Linked DNA regions of Zea mays: region 1 is linked to region 2. A link is a contact called in public Hi-C data. All regions are on one chromosome and are shown on one strand. The core of a region is the stretch at or near the end of the contact, and the rest is flanking DNA. Distances in the headings are between cores, read along the strand shown.

Region 1 (2,700 bases), core at 104-2,603, 220 kb before region 2:
CGTCACTTTCCCCACTTTATGCAAAAATAAAGTAATATTATGCATAAGTCAAGGTTTGAATCTTAGTTGCATAATGTACTCATATGGTATATAAAAACGGTAGCAAATACATTTTTATTGCTTTTACAGGTTCAAAATAATTTATGTACTCATGAAAGAATGGTAAGACACCGATTACTTCCACGTAATACTTCTTGACCACCTAATCTTTCTTAGACGTTGTTTTTTTAATTAGATTGTGATGGAAATTTACATTTGTTTCCTATTTTTTTGTTAGCAAGCACAATTGTTGTCAATATTTTGCATGCACGTAGCCTCTCACCATGGCCATGGATATACCAAAATGTTATAGAAATCAATATATCCAAAATGTTATAGAAATCAATATAATTAGATATGCTAGGATGCCACCGCATGTTTCCTTGAACTACTATAGATTTTTCATTGATGAAATCCATGCTTGATGGACACATGTCTAAAATTTGTGAAATTGATACGAAATTCATATATTTTTAATATTCTTTATTTGCAAGCCAAAGTTGTTGTGAAATTCTTTTAGATGCACAAATTTATGTTCTAAATTGTTTTTTTTCTCGAAGGAGTTACCTGTCCATGTCCCCTGCTCTATGCTCAAGTTTCGTTTCTTATATTCTTAACTGATGTTTGTGTGCCATATGTTTTGTTATTGGTTCCTAAAACTTTATTTTTGGATTAACAAACCAGATCGGCTTTGGACTAATGCCTGAAGATTTAATGTTTTGGACGCATACTCTACTCATGTAGGGTCAAGATCTTTGATCTGGCATAAACAAATTGTGTGAGTCTCTTCTTACTTAAATTGTGCTATGTAGTCAGTTAACTAGCTTCTAATTCATATTTCATTTAGAGCTTCTGCCACTTCTTGGAGAACCTAACAGGGACACCACCACAACGCAATACAGGAGATGGACGATGCCAGAACATTTGCCTTCAAGAGGCACTTGGTTGGATGTTAGCAAAAAAAATGTATGTGTTCTCTGTGTTTATATAATCGTTGTATATTAATATTTTATCCAATAATTTATGCCGTCGCAACGCACGGGTATATTACTAGTAGTATGAATCCGTCACTTTCTAGATCCTGAGCCCTATGAACAATTTTATCTTCCTCCACACGTAATCGTAATGATACTCAAATTCTCCCCACAGCCAGATTCTCCGTACAGCCAGATTTTCAGAAAAGCTGGTCAGAAAAAAGCTGAATAAAACATGCCCCATATTTTCTCAATAGAATCGGCACACTTCTGCTAATCAGAGGCGTCCACAAGCCGATCTACGGCTCCCCGTCAACCAACGCCCAGATCCGATCAGAGCCGTAATTCTAAGATCCAACGGTCCTTAACGATCCCCACGCTACCCGGCTCACCAGCATGGCGGAGCAAGGCCCCCGCGGTGGCGCGGTTCACTGGAGATCGGTGATCCAGTGCCCGATGTCCTATCCTGCCACTAATCCTGAGATTTGTGAAGAGAAGTGGCGATCTTAAAGGCGGCCTCCTTAGAGCTAGTTTGGGTACTCTAGTAATGAAAATAATTAGAGTGGATTGAGATGTATTTTGAGAGTTTTTATCTATTATAGATTTATACACTCTCTAATCCCTCTAAACCGCTTCAATACTACCTACAATTGCTGTCCGGGTGACGCTGGCCACATGATGTTGCGGCACGGCGGCGAGTACCCAGGGCCGGTGAGTGGTTGGTGGCGCTCTGGTGCACCAAACGGTCCCCGGCGAGATGCAACTCGTATAGGAAGACGAAGCAAAGATGTGTAGGGATTCTCACCGAGTGCAGGTTGCCACGGCGTCGCAGTAGGGCGGACCTGCGACAGAGCCTCAGCTTCGTCGAGGAATTGTCGCCGATTCAACCACCCGCGCACCTATAGGATCCCGCGTACACCTCCGAGCGCTTCCTTTCCACCTGAGATTTATACCCTGAGACTCCGGATCGCAACAGCGAACCGTGGATTCCAGGCGCTCAACGTGGCAGCCGGTTCATCACGACGAGTCCGCGGGGAAGAAGCATCTGTTGGAGTGGCCCCACACGCCAGACTAACGAGAGTATGCGGCAGTGGGATGAGGGGCACTGATCCAGACGGCCCACCTATCGGCAGTTCGGCACTGGAGATTAAACGTTGGCTAGCATAGGACGAGCGGCCGCGGGGCGGTGGCCCAATGCGGGTGACGGTGTGGTGAAGTAAAATGGGCCGCGTGGGTGCGAACAGTTTTGGGCCCGACAGGGAAATGGGGCCCAAAGCGCAGTTCCTTATCCCCTTCTCTTTTCTTTTCTTTTTTTTTATCATTCTCCTGTTTTGTTTTCTATTTCCTGATTTCAAATTTCAAATTCAAATTTGTTCCTGAGTTTCAAACACACAATAGATTCTTCAATCGAAGTCTCAGAATGGGGTGCAATAGTTCTATACATATGAATTTTAAAAATAATTTCCTTACGAGATTAGTTAGAAATACATGTCTTGTCAAAGGAATAACTAAATTCGTATTGATATCTTTTTTATTATTTTTTAGTAAACATATTTATTTTAGGAGGTGAACTTCAATGTTAAAGATAAGCCTTTCAAGGATATTAAAAATTTAATGGGGTTATTTTACTAGAGGGTTACTAGAGAATTTTCAGGTGTTAGAGTTCTTGGGCTAGGCGCGGTATCCA
Region 2 (2,700 bases), core at 59-2,558:
AGAGACCACCTTTCTCGTGAAACTTCTCGGGGAAGGCATTACTTTGCCATGGTTACATGTAGCTTCTAAACCCTAACCCGAAGCCCGATTATAGGTAGCTTCTCGGGGAAGGCGTTACTTCGCCATGGTAGAACAAAGTGTGGTAGAACAAAGTGTTCTACCTTCGTAGAAACGTGTCTATCAGCATTCGCCTCGGTCATCTGCGCTCCCTGACCGGGCTCATTAAGTCCGGTCGCGCGTGGGCTGCGAGGATCCCCAACATCATTATTATTCTCTCTATGTCACGCTGACTCCTAGCCTTTGTAGCCTAAGTCTCAGTGCGGCTCGTTGTGTTGCGGGCCCTGTATATTGCTAGTGTACTCAGGTCCAGGCTTGGTAGGTCATGAGTGGGTCGTAGACCTATGGCCTCGTAGATGATGAATGGAAGGAGGACCGACCTCCCTATCATGGCTCGACGCCAAATATAGTTAATGTGGTCAACAATCATTTATAGTGGGCCAGTCCTGTGCCTGGTGCAAAATCCACTCGAGTGGTTTCCTCACGGTTTGCCGGACCCCCCTTCTAGCTTTGCCTTGCCTGATCTTGGGCTCGATGCTATTTGGGGATAAGTCCTTCCAAGACAAAATATTTCTCCATCCTCTTGCTGACTCGTAGCCCCAGAGACTCGGAGATCTTTTCCCTCACACTAATAGTACACCAACACTTTGTATGATTTACTCCTAACACCTCGTGGACCATACCTCGTCGGAGTCTAATCGTGAATTATCTCTAGTTATCTCTATTTTTTATATCATTGACATCAGCGGAGAAAGTACCAGCGCTTCGTGCCAATTGCCAAGTGGAACAGGTTGGCTGAAAAAGACCGCTACTTCTGCACGACTTGACGACGAGCATCGTTTGTTTTGTAAAAGGACCTACTACTAGCTGCCAGTTGACTTGACCACGTATTCCTGAGGGCATGACCCACTACCGAATACTCGTAGTGGTGGCTATTGAGGCACACGGATTAACTTTCTCAAATAGGCAGTGAAACATGTGCCCTTCCAGCAAGCCGTGCACGGTCATAATCTGAAACAGTTTTTATAGATGCCAACTCATCTACAAAACCATAATCTAATTAAAACTATGTTAATATATATTTTTTATAGATACAAAGTCATCTTGAAACTTGCTGCTAACGTACCGTGTGTGACGCCATAAACCTGATGTCATAATGAAGCGTGGACAAGGACGAAACGTCTACACCGTGCTAAGAATCCAAAGAAAAGGTGGAGAAAAGTCCAGGCCGTATATAATAGAATCTGTTAGAAACGGGAGGCTTCGATGCGTCACATCTACCGGGTCGTAAGGTGTGGTTTCCACACTAGTTTAGTTTAACTAGTTTGTGTCATATTAAATTCATGCTAATTAGAAATATTAAATATAGTTTAATTATAAAACTAATTACTAGATTATAACTAAACGACAAAATAAATCTATTAAATCTAATTAGTTATGATTCGTCTATGTGATGTTACAGTAATACCGATCATGTACTAATTAATCCCAATAAATTTGTTTCACCGTTTAATCATTATTTATATAATTAGTTTTATAGTTAACTTATATTTAATACTCGTAAGTGGTATTAAAAATTTGATGTGATATAAATTGAACTTTATTTAGGGGACCAAATACCTTTGAAGGGCCACATTAGGCCTTGTTCGGTTAATCCCGTTACACATGGATTGGATGGGATTGAAAAAAATTAAGAAATGGTTTGACTTAGTTGGGATTTAAACCCACCCAATCCCACTCAATCCATGTGGATTGGGAGCTAACCGAACAAGCCCTTAGGGGAGATCTTTATTTTGTCCTTCACATTCCCACATTCCCACGTGACTAGGTGAGAGAGAAAAACGATAAACACACACACAAAAATATATTACATTCCACGTGACTATGTGTGTGAGAGAAAAAACACTAGAAACACAATATATAGGATAGATCTATTATTCATCACCTGGACCACCCGACGCGTGCTTGGCTGCACCCCCTCCCTCCCCCCTCCACGGCTCCCCTATGTCTGCCCGAGCCGCCCCGCGCTAGCCGGCCAACCAGGCCACCCACCCCGCCCGTCCGACCGAACCAATATGGAAAATGACTGGAAAACAAAGAATGATTTAATGTTGTCTAGACTCGATCAATATGATAAATTATTAAAAAACAAAGAATGACTTAATGTTGTCTAGACTCTGGAATGACTGAAAAACCAACAATATCTAATAAACACAGGGAGAATCACTGAAAACAAAAAAAAATGAATTAAGGTTTCCCTGAAAAATGACTTGATGTTTAACTGAAAAACAGAAATAACTGACTTAAAAACAAAAAAAATGTCCGAGAAAACATGAAAAATGCTTGGAAACTAAAAATGACTTAATGTTTCCTTGATGTTTACTAGGATGGCTTAATGTCTAGACTCCAGAATGACTCAATGTTACCTGGAATTCTAAAATGACTTAATATTTTTGCTACCTAGACTATGTAATGACTTAAAGTTACCTAGAATAACTTAAATGTTGATTGGATGCTAGAATGACTTAAAGCATTCAACTCATTTTTTTGTTTCCATGCATGCGGCAGTTAACGGATACGATTCCTAATTTCTCGCGCATGCAAATGGAAACTCGCATGCATGGAATGGGACACATGCGGGAT

What was found. Hi-C and Micro-C count contacts between places; a contact is called where the count stands out from the background.
Region 1: a contact with region 2 is called in a Hi-C map of leaf, with 4 times the contacts expected there. The contact joins two enhancer-like sites. A contact is called at or near these places in 5 of 25 Hi-C or Micro-C datasets (bundle sheath, endosperm, leaf and 1 more).

Annotation. Positions count from the first base shown.
Region 1 is chr7:120,332,479-120,335,178 of Zm-B73-REFERENCE-NAM-5.0, reverse strand. No RefSeq gene overlaps it. Among protein-coding and RNA genes, the nearest start is that of LOC100281244, 47 kb to the right of the region's middle. Within about 2 kb of position 1,353, at least 18 of the 20 cell types and tissues checked have an H3K27ac peak or open chromatin away from gene starts, as enhancers often do. A contact at or near this core is called in bundle sheath, leaf and leaf mesophyll, where this site is marked.
Region 2 is chr7:120,113,694-120,116,393 of Zm-B73-REFERENCE-NAM-5.0, reverse strand. No RefSeq gene overlaps it. Among protein-coding and RNA genes, the nearest start is that of LOC100147737, 70 kb to the right of the region's middle. Within about 2 kb of position 1,308, at least 9 of the 20 cell types and tissues checked have an H3K27ac peak or open chromatin away from gene starts, as enhancers often do. A contact at or near this core is called in bundle sheath, leaf and leaf mesophyll, where this site is marked.